Regions from separate parts of the Zea mays genome. Here region 1 is linked to region 2. Evidence: chromatin contacts called from public Hi-C data. All regions are on one chromosome and are shown on one strand. Each heading gives the region's core, a stretch centred on a gene start, on an enhancer-like site or on the middle of the called end of the contact. The rest is flanking DNA. Distances are from core to core; before and after follow the strand shown.

What was found. A called contact is a pair of places that touch in the nucleus more often than the background predicts.
Region 1: a Hi-C map of endosperm shows a contact between it and region 2, with 3 times the contacts expected there. The contact joins the promoter of LOC100283509 here to the promoter of LOC100285147 in region 2. A contact is called at or near these places in 3 of 25 Hi-C or Micro-C datasets (ear, endosperm and tassel).

The regions. Positions count from the first base shown.
Region 1 is chr3:76,140,393-76,146,065 of Zm-B73-REFERENCE-NAM-5.0, forward strand. It overlaps LOC100283509 (glycosyltransferase family 28 C-terminal domain containing protein), which reads left to right and starts at 3,054. Exons shown (of 4, transcript NM_001156409.2): 1 at 3,054-4,126; 2 at 4,863-4,971. The coding sequence starts at 3,156.
Region 2 is chr3:75,775,095-75,780,670 of Zm-B73-REFERENCE-NAM-5.0, forward strand. It overlaps LOC100285147, which reads right to left and starts at 4,197. Exons shown (of 8, transcript NM_001158041.2): 1 at 3,706-4,197; 2 at 3,112-3,283; 3 at 2,881-3,034; 4 at 2,379-2,442; 5 at 2,132-2,239; 6 at 1,868-1,993; 7 at 1,502-1,734. The coding sequence starts at 4,086.

The DNA of each region.
Region 1 (5,673 bases), core at 1,804-4,303, 360 kb after region 2:
AAACTAATTTTCCTTAATTAAACAAGGTTTAGTGGGTTTCTGTTTTTAATTTTAAACTCTAAAATTTAGAACAGAAAGCATATGGTTCACTATTTTTAAATGATAGATCATAATATTCCAGAGCTAGCAAAATTGGTTTGACAACTTTTTATTAAGATTTCATCGAGTTATGGATTTTCTAAGTTCTCTGGTCATTTTAAAAAGAATAACAGAATTGATTAAATGGAAATCCACTTTGCACTGGGGTCCCTGGCGGTTTTCTAAGTTTTCCTCGCGAATCAGTCCTTAGGTTACTATTCACAAGAGTCACTGACATTACAGAAAACCCCTCGGGTTCTACAGATCCTAACCCGAGGTCCTTCTTCTACCTTAAACAGTAGCCACGGCGAAGAAAAAGGCGGAGGGGCTTACCGGCGGCGAGACTGTTCCGGCGAAGTGGTCGAGGGTGAAGGGGAGGTCGCGGGGATCACAACGGTGTGCGGAATGCCGTCGGAGATGGCCGGAGTCGGTCGGTCCACGCGCGCAGGCGGGGATGCTCGTCGGCGGCGAGGAGACCGGCCTGGTCACGGCGAGATAGTTCAATCAAATAGGTCAGGGAGGTCCACGGGATGCCAGAGAAGACATGAGCGAAAGGAATTGGGCGGAGACTCACTGGATAGCTCGGTCCACGCGCGGCGGCGGAAGACCGAAGTCCGGTGAGGTCGATCTCGGGCCTCCGGTGAAGTCCGATCGGGTCCGAGGGCTTGGCAAGCTTCACGGGCTACTGGCGGAGCTAGCCGAAGCACTGGCTTGCCCAGAGGATGGCTGGGGTGGGCTGGCCACGGTGGCCGAAGCTCTGGCGGCAATGGCGGGCGGAATTAAGCTCGCCGGAGCTAAGGAGAAGTGGCTGGCCGGTGAGGGTGAGTGCGGGGCGAAGTGGGCGTGCCTGGGAAGGCTTTATAGGCGCGGCGCAGTGCACGGGCGGTCGTGGACCGGCGAGTGCGCGCGGGCGTGCACTGGGAAGGCGCGGTGCGCGAACGGGCGTGAACCAGGGGTGTCAGCCACGGTCGAACACGTGTTCCCGTTGCCTCTGCCCCTGTTCAAGCGCCGATTGGGAGCAAATCTTCGCGAATTTGGGCAAGATCACTGCAAGGGATTTGTTCACCAGACCAAGCTTTTTCTTTTGTGTATGGACGACGTGCGGTTTTAGGCTAGGGACAGGGAGTTGTAGCGTCACCAAGGTGCCAGTGTCAGAATGCCTGGTCCCGAGGTTGAGCTGCGCCAAAACCGTGTCAAATGAATTTGGTTTGAGTTCAAACTTTCCCAGAATGTGTTCAAGGTAATTTGGCACGACTTTGATATTTGAACCTTCTGGCTTTGAGTTTTGAAAAACAGAGAACACAGATGACCTTTGAGAAGAGGTCTGAAATTCAGAAATTCAGAAATCTGAATTTCCCTAAGGGTTCATTGATCAAGGGCTGATTTGGGGATTTATTTGAGTTGTTTTGGCTAAGCCTTCTCAATCTTTCTTGTTGCTTAACAAATATACTTTAACTTATATAATTGGCTCAATTCAAAATTTTAAACTTTTCATCCTCTTTTCACATCTTCTTGAATTTTGTTCATGGGGTTTACTTAGGGTTTTGAATTAGGGTTGCACATTCTTATCTTTCAAAAGTCTCAATTGTTTTGATCATGACACTTTTAAGTATATACTTGGTGAATTCTTTATTACTTAAGTTAATTTGATGCCCATGCTTACTTTGATTCACATGAAATAATGGTTCTTGGTTTGGCTTTTTAAAGAGAAACCCTAGGTGACACTGGGGTGTCACAAACACCGTCATAATGTCAAAATAGCGAAAAAACGTGTGTTAGAGCAGTACCATTTTGGTGAGTCATGGCTTCAGATTACTATTCCAGCAAAGGCAGATGATGGGCGTATCATAATGTCAAATATCTCATGCGACGACTAGTATACAAGCAGAAACTAGGTGTAACCTTGCAAACGAGCACCATGAGCCTTTAGATGGAGATCCAACCGTAGAAAAAGCTTTTACACTTAAATCCCTCCACCAGCACACAAACCATTACGAAACCCTCCCTGCTTTCCTTACCTGCTACACTGGCACCACCCTTCCCCTCCGTAGAAAAAGCTTTTGCACTTAAATCCCTCCACCAGCCCACAATTCCTCGCATGCACAAGCCTAGAGCTCTACTACAGACATTCTGCAGGCACAAGCACAAGTCCTTCTCCTGCTTTTGCCTCTTAACACACGCACACAAGTTCATACCCCCGTGGCAGAGGCGGACCTACATAGGCCCGAGTGAGGGCCTAGGACCTCACTCATTTCTCCTTTGAAAGTAGTAGAGTCTAATTTTTTTACTATGAAGTCCCTTGCTCAGCGTCGCTTAGATGCCCCTGCTAGAGTATTTTGGTGCCAATCCTTGCAAATATGCCCCCACTCATTTTGTCCTAGGTCCGCCCTATCCCGTGGGCCTGTCCTTGCTGCTCACACCGCACAACCCTGCACCTCGCCAAAATATGGAGTACAGATCGATCCACGTACATACACACATGTTTAGTCCCCCGTTGAAGCTTCCCGCAGTGGGGGACGATAAAACCCCCCTAAAGCCTTTACAGTCAACCCTCATGCTGCAAGCAGCGGTGAACGGTATACTCTAATGCACTGTTGCCGAGGCACACTTCAACCACAAATATTAAGTAGCCAACACACAACACTATCCTGTCTCTCTCCTCTGCCTTGACAATGGGCGACCACGTGGGGAGGCAACTGTGTGGTGGTAGTTGGGTAGAGAATGAAAAAGAAACGATATAAGATGTGATACTTGGTATAAAATTGAGATATAGAGTAAATATGATGGTTGAAAATTGTGATATATGATAAAAAAATTATTGATAAGGACAAAATATTTATTTTAGGATAGAAAGTTAGAGTTGTATAAGTGTGGAAAGTAGGGAAGGTTTTGTAAAGGTTTGTGTGAGGGATTTAAATGCAAAAGCTTTTTTCTATGGTTGTCTAAAGGCATTTTTATGACGCTCGCTTTAACTTGCTGCTTGCATACTAGTCGTCGGTAATATCTCGAGCCATCCGGCACCAAATCTTCCTCCACGCCGCCGGCTGCCCGGCGCCCACAGGATACAGTCCAGAGAAATGCCGGCCACCGCCGCCCAGCCAGGTGCAACCCCTCGGTCCGCAATCCGCTTCCTCCGCCTCCGCAGCACCCAAACCTCAAACCTCGCCATCCCCACGCGCACTGCTGCGCCCCCGCACGCGCGCCTCCGCTGCCACCTTTCCCGCTCCAGTGATTCCACTCCACCCTCACCCCCCACCACCCCCGACCCCGACCCCGACCCCGACCCTGACCCTGAATCCGAATCCGAATCCGAAGATACCCTACGCTTCGCCTTCGCGTGTGGTGGCGCGGGCGCCGGTGGTCGCGTTTACTCCGCCATCGCGCTCGCCGACGAGCTTCACGCCTCGCTGCCGTCCTCTCGTTCCCTCATTATCGGTGCGCCCGCCCCGTCCTTAGAGTCCTCAGCTGCCGCCGCGGCCTCGTACCCGTTCGCCCCCGTCCCACTGCACTGCCTCCCGCGCGGGATCCTCGCCGCGGCGCTGCACCTCCGCCGATTCCGCCCGCACGTCCTTGTTGCTACAGGAGGCGCTCCCGCGCTACAGGCCTGCCTCGCGGCGCTCATGCTCCGCCTCCCCTTCGTGATCCAGGACCAGGACGCCTCTCCGGCTCCCGCCACACGCCTACTCGCTCCCTTCGCCCGCCGCATTTTCCTCGCCTTCAATGCTCCCGTGCGGCTCCTCCCCAAACGCAGGTGCGCGGTCTACGGGAACCCCATCCGCATGTCCATCCTCAAGTGCAGAGCATCCAAGACTGAGGCCTTGGCGCGCTTCTTCCCGAGAGCGGGGTTATTGGGCGAACACGAGGCCCAGGTCGTGCTCGTGCTTGGGGGAGCGGAGGGGTCGCCGGAGATCAATGTGGCGGTGCTCAACGTCTACTACGAGTTGCTGAGGAGGAATAAGGATCGGTACATTATATGGCAGACGGGGACGGAGACTTTCTGCGAGATGGAGAGCCTCGTCAAAGGCCATCGCCGGCTTTTTCTTACCCCGTGAGTTGTCTTCGTTTGCTGTTTTCCTCACGGGCAGACCGAGTTGTTAGCCAGAGGCCAGAGCCTAGAGGGTTAGTTAGGGGATGTTTGGTTTGTTATGCTCCTCCCATTTTATTACATTTTAGTCCCTAAATTATCAAATACAGAAATTAAAATTCTTTTGGAAATTTAGAGACTAAAATAGAATAAAATGGACTAAAAATTAGTCTCTAGAAACCAAACACCCCCTTAGTTATATGATTTCTCACCTATATCAACACATTCATGCATCCTTTCAACACATGCAGCACACCCCACATTAGAGACAGAGCCGGTAGATCTTAAGATTGATAAAGTCACTAGGAGCTTTTCCCAATTAATTGACATATTGATATTGTGTACCCTAGAATGAATTGCCGTATTTATTCTATGATGAATCTAAGAAAATACAAGCACCCATATTATGTCTAAGACTTGAAATTGGATGAATATGTTTCACACAAGGAACCTATGTGCCACATTCTTGTATGCGCTCAAAACTTTGCCACATTCTAAAAGCTTTACAATTCTGCTTGATGCATTCAATTGGTCCAATTGCTAAATGCAATTTCTTTCAATCTTTATTGCTTGGCATTCCAATATCATAAACAATTCTCAGGCATGTCAATGCCATTTTCTTCTGCGTTGCACATGTTTTATCCTCTGCACTAGGTTGATTCACTGATTCTGACAGTTTCAGATGTTCCTACTTGTGAAGGTTCTTGCATGAACTGGAAATGGCATATGCTGCCTGTGATGTTGTAATTTCTCGAGCTGGTGCCATGACGTGCACCGAGATATTGGCCACTGGGAAACCATCAATTCTGGTATCATACATCATACATTGATATGTTGTTTTCTAATTCCAGTGGTTCTACTTATTCTTTTTGTCTTGATTAAAGTAATTTGAGTTTTTTGTGATTATTTAATTCTACTTGGAGCACAAGTCAAGTTAGACAACTACTCTATCTCTAATACCCAAGCAGGAGAATTTAGAACACAAAGAGTGGACCAAAAGTCAGTGAACTACTGTCTAGGTAGTCCTTTCGTCGAAATGTCCGCGAACTAGCGAGAGGACGAGACGTGGAGCATGTGAACTTGTCCTATTACGGCCTTTTTGCAGACGAAGTGGATGGCAATCTCGATGTGCTTCGTGCGACGATGCTGAATGAGATTAGGGTCATATAGACATCACTGCATTGTGGAAGCAATCAGGACGTGAAACACCCTGTAGCATTTGGCGAACCTAGCAACACACAACAATGATGTGGGCAACAACATGGTACTCTACCTCCCCGCTAGAATGAAACACAGTGATTGCCATTTGGAGGACCAGTTCATCAAATTATCATCGAGGAAAAAGTAGCCGGATGTAGAGCATTGGGAATCTTGACAACCTGCTCACTCTGCATAAGAGTATGCTATAAAAAACTAGAGAGGACCAACTAGTGATGGCAATGGGGAATTCCCTATCGGGGAATAGGTCCCCATCCCTGTCCCCGCGACGAATTTTTTCTCCATAGAGATCC
Region 2 (5,576 bases), core at 2,947-5,446:
AATTTTTATATGTTTCTAGATATAGCATATATCTAGATGCATTACCTTTGTGTGAAAAGCTAAAACGATCTATAATTTGGAATGGAATATGATTTGTGTCCAAAACAATAAATAAAGTGAATTTGAGTGCAAACAAGATAGTTCTCAACTTAAACAAACTGAAAAACACACCCATACCAAGCTTTAGGAGCCGGTAAATCTTCACATAATTTATACTGTTTGTACTGTAGGATTCACCCTTTTGTACATTAACTGTTCCAAAACATAAAATTTTCCACTCACTCCTTATGAATGAGCACAGCTGGCCCTTTTTCAAGCAGGTAATATTCGAACTGGAAATCAAGTTTCAAGCAGGCTTTCAGGACCACAATGCGAAGATAACATAAGGGGTCTTGTTAAAGGTCTGTCCTATGCAGAAAAATAGACAAAAAAGAAATAATAATATAATAAATAATGAGAGCATGCGGAAACTAATAAAAAGATATTTTAATATCCAACTCTCAAAATTTTACTTATCATATGTGCTTAAGTCACCTCAATGATGATGTGCGCATAATGGATAAAAGGGTATATTAGAAGGTTAAGAGAGCACCAACATCATGAATATGCAGCTAGAAATCCATTGTGTTTATGAGCTTATACCATCTGCTTACTGGTGCATTGATGGCATAGGAACACTTTCCAATTATTGTGAAGGGCTATATAATTTTTTGCATTTCAGTTTCTGCTTATTCACTAAATAATGAATGTATAATAAGATTCTACTAGTTACAATTTCCTCCTAGGGTGCTTGCTATGGAGTGTAGCAAAGCTGGGCAATGATTACGTGCTGCAATTTTCCATGGCGTAGTTGTATGGGCTGTGTAGGTAACAGTGTTTTGGTGGCTTTGGTAATGTTGCCTTGCCTTGAGCAGTTGGAGCTGCCGGTTGCTTTTGTGAAGCTCAGCAACAATGACATGTGATGGGCTGCCACTGAGTGAGATGATTAGGGTTTCTCGTCCTCGTCCAGGCTTCCATGCTCAGGTTTTTCACCAATTTTCCTCCGATAAACTTTGCAATTGATTTCAAGTGAATTTTTGAGAAAATTGTCGTCTCAAAAGTTACAGAATAACTTAAAATTCCAACCATCCATGTTCCATTAGCTACCAATTTCCCATGTAGTATTATTAGGCAGTAACCACTACCCACATAGTTCCAAACACCTTCAAGAACAAGCGCGATGTAGGTTAATGATCTAAAAGTTACAGCATGGCTGGGAGTGAACGAGCTGGCCATCAGGGTCAGGCTACACTTAGTTAGGACTAGGCGACTAGCTAATGTAGCTTAATATAGCCTAACCTAGTTATGCATAGTAATATTTCTTAGGGGTTCACAAAAAATATTGGTGCAATCCCTTTGAAACAAAATAGACCATGCTCCTTGCATACATCAACAGTGAACTAGTGGGAAAACACTAGAAAATTCTGATCAAGAAAACATTTAGAGAAAGGGTACAACTGACCTTTCTGATAGCATCGCTGAACCTTCTTCAAATATCTCTTCAACGATACCAACAGCTGAATGCTGTTTAGTCAACTTCTGAGAAGGGTCCTTCGCTTTCTTTCTAAAAATAAAAGACTTCAGCTTGCTCGTCTTTTTAGGAGGAGACAGAGGCCGTATTGTTTGACCAGGTGGGATTATGTCAACAACAATGCAAGTTGTATCATCCTTTAGCCCTCTTGTCCTGAGTGCCTCCTATAAGATTATTGCATACAAGTACTTGGGTTAGAAAAAAGGATGCCTAGTGATGTAATGATAGTAATTGACAACCATAAGAAGCAGCATCAAGGATAAGCAAGAATTTATAACCAAGTGGTAAACTATTTACCTTAACAACTTGCTTTGCGGCAAGCTCAGCAGGCAAACCTCTGCAAGACTTAGCAGCGGCTTCTGAGGATAATGCATCCCAAATGCCATCTGAAGCAATAATAAGTCTTCCTCCAGCATTTGACAACTAGGAGAAAGAAAAAACGAACAAAGTCAAATCACACAATTATCATACTGGCAGATTGCATGTACATGGATAATGTAAAGCCTAAAGATCAAACACAGAAGAATTTCTGTTATTTATTTTTGAAAAATAAATGAGTACCTTCACTTGCTTCACATATGGAACAGGGACAATAAATTCGCCAACATCGATATCTCCAATGGATCTTGATAAGCATAGACCTCCAGGCCAGCATCGTAGCGGACCAATCTTGTAACAAAGTAGGACAATTGTTATGTCGTTTTGTAATCCTTCAAATGTTAAGCTACTAGTATTTAATGCATGGTATAATACATATAGCGTAGAAAGCTAGCACGTAAAATCATATCCTTTTCAAGTGAGAGCACACCTCTGCTCCACCAACAACACTGAGTCTTCCAACTTCACCTCCACTTGCTGTAACGCGCTCCCTCCTACCATAATTTTACATGATAGTTTTGGTAAAGCCAAAATTACTAATATATTCTTCCACAGCAATTATATTGACACTGGTAGTTGAGGAAAGAATATTAAGACGTGCTACCAATTACATAAGGCAGGAATCAAAACCAAGGCTTTATACTTTTTTAACATTAATTACCATTAACAATTAATTTAATAATTAAACATTTATTTATAGTGACGGCGTAGTCAAGTTGTAGAAATGAAAATATGACTATTATAAAATGGTGGGAGTAAACATTTCAGTAACTAGAAATTGACTACTACAGCTAATTTTAGTTGACAAACAAAATCACATATGCATGATGCATGTAATACTAATTCATAGGTTGAAAACAATAGGCTTGTTGACATGCAACATTACCAGCAAAGTAGGACAACAAATTACTTAGAAAGTAATTAATACTCACTCCTCAACATTTTCTTCTAGTCTGTGATCCACAGTAAGCAAAGAAACAGCCCCACCCTGAGCATCTAAAATACAGCGAGAATCACCAACAGAGGCAACAGTGATAGTCCACCCATCAATTATCACAAATGTAGCGGTGGTGCCAGAAGTTTGCCCTGATAAACATTAAAAATCATCAGCATTCATGATAAAACATGACAGTAATTGCAAAACACTGATTGTAGAATCATGCCTTTGCTCTGGAACTCCTTGTCCGTCTTAACAAACCCTGCAACCAGTGCTCGGGGCAACATGTGCAACCACTCCTCCCTGGACAGCCCCCGTGGCATAGCACTAAGGACATGGTTGAGCAAATTGTCCCTTGTGTATATTGCGGCTGCGTTACCATTATGGCCATCAAGTATCTGAAAGTGTGAAGAGTACAGTTAGCACTTGGCACCACTCCAGTCTTTGGCAATTGCTGCATTATGCATTCCAGCCACTCCAAGGACAGCTAAATTTATAATTGCAAACTCTGAGTTCAAAATCACATGCCCTGGTTTCAAGTCCAGGACAGGCCTACTAAAATCTGCACTCTGCAGCATGGCACACAAACATAATTAGCAACCATCTCCCGTAGATGCAAAGCAGACTCCAAGCTCCCAATGCAGCAAAGTTCTAGGGCCAGCAAATCCAAGGTGGCTAACTTGGTACTGTGATACACCCCACCTCAACCTCAACAGACAACAGATGCGGAATGGCGCGGTGCGGTACTAATACTACTATCCCACTGGGACAGATGGATGCACGAAGAACGGAGGTTCGAGATGTCTGGATAGGTACTCACAGCGAATACGGCGAAGATGGGGTGCGGGGAGGCCGAGGAGGAGACGGAGATGGCGGGACGAAGACAGTCCGTTCTGAGCAAAAAGAAGTCCTCGCCCTTTTTGCACTGAGCGGCGCACCCATAGCGCAGCAGCGGGCGCTCCAGCCGCGACTCCACCGCCGCCTCCGCCGCCTCCCCTCCTACGCCGGAGCTTCCTACTCCTGCCGCGTCATCGTCGCGCGCGGAGATCCTGCTTTCGCCGCCGGCTATGGATTGGCGCTCCGTGCGGGCCTCCTCCTTGATGAGCGCGGCGAGCGGCACGAGACCGCTCCCTCCTGTCTGCCGCCGGTAATGCTGCTGGTGGTGCGCCGCCGCCGAAGATGACGCAGACGACGACGACATTCCCCTGCCCCTCGACCCGTCCCCGATCGGATCGAGGCGGGGGACGCGAAGAAAAGGAGGCGGGGTGAGATACGCGGTTTTGGTATCGAGACAACTGCTTTTGTTTAATAACCTTAAAATATAAATCTTCCGTGTATATAAAAAGATGATTTTATTTTTATTAAATAATCATTTGTGTATGAATATTTATAATAAAAATAATAATATCATTTATTTAAGTGATTATTTTAATAAATATTACAAGTTTTTATACATAAATAATTATTTGAAAACTATTTAATTTCTATATATTAAATCGGGGGACAATTTGTGCTCTGAGTATCTACGGCAACCTTTTTCTAGCCGCACAATCGAGATCCGGCCATAGAACCCTATTTGTCTCCTTCTCCCTTTGCCTCCTGTGCCAAGCGTTCCATCCGAAAGCGTGAGCGTGTCCTACCGTTGGTCGCTACTCCTCCAACGCATGGATGCCATCGGCGGCAGCGCTCACCTCACTGTGCCATTGATCTACAACTCCGAGCTCTCCGCCGCCTTCGTCGCTTCCATGGTGGTGATGGAGCGGGCGAGGACGTTTCCTCCTCTGACAGAGCCATGCCTCCCTGTGCTATCCACCTGCGCTAATTCTACAACCACGAAGAAGAGATGGCCGGCTTCAGGTCTCCCCAATTGCAACTTTGCTCCATGGGAAGGGAAAAGGAGATCAAGCAGGAAGAATGGCGACAGCAGGCGAGAAGGATGGTGCAAGAAGCAAGAAGGATGAGCGGAGGCGCGCCTATATAGAGAGGCTAAGGAAGAGCTTGACTCAATTGAATGGAAAGTGTCATGCTCAACCTTCTCAAGTTAATTGTGATGACATGGTGGAGAAGCTTGAGAAGGTACAACCATAGCATGCACAAAAACCCTTCAAGAGACCATCAAGAAAGGCAAGAGGAAGGGGGAAAAGAAGAAAATCGAAGCTCTTACCAAGTTCCTCAACCATACCTCCATCCAAGGAAACAAACAATCCACACTTCCAAGCCTATACTAAGAAAAACAATAAGAAGTGTTATGAATTCCTTGAAAAGGGACATAAGATTAGGTTATGTGCCTACATCAAAGAAAATGGCTTGATCTTGGAGAAAAATGATAAATAATGTTTTAAATGTTTTGAGAAGGGATGTGGCAGAACCTCCCAAGTTATTGGGCCCACATGCACCTGCTCTTGTCTTAAAGACCTCAGACGGCTATGCATGTGCACTAGATAACTTAACAGGATCTGTCCGAGTGCCCCAAGGACCTCGGATAAACCAATTACAACCAGGACCACATGATTAAATAAACACAAATCACACACACCAACATTTTGCAGCGGAATTTCTTTATTTCAAAGTTACAAGTTACAACAAATTTACATTGTTTATCGGAGTGATTACAAAGTGGTTCAAAGTGATAAACTTTGAAATATTATAAATTATTTATAAGTTTGAAATATATGCTAGCTCAAGTGACCA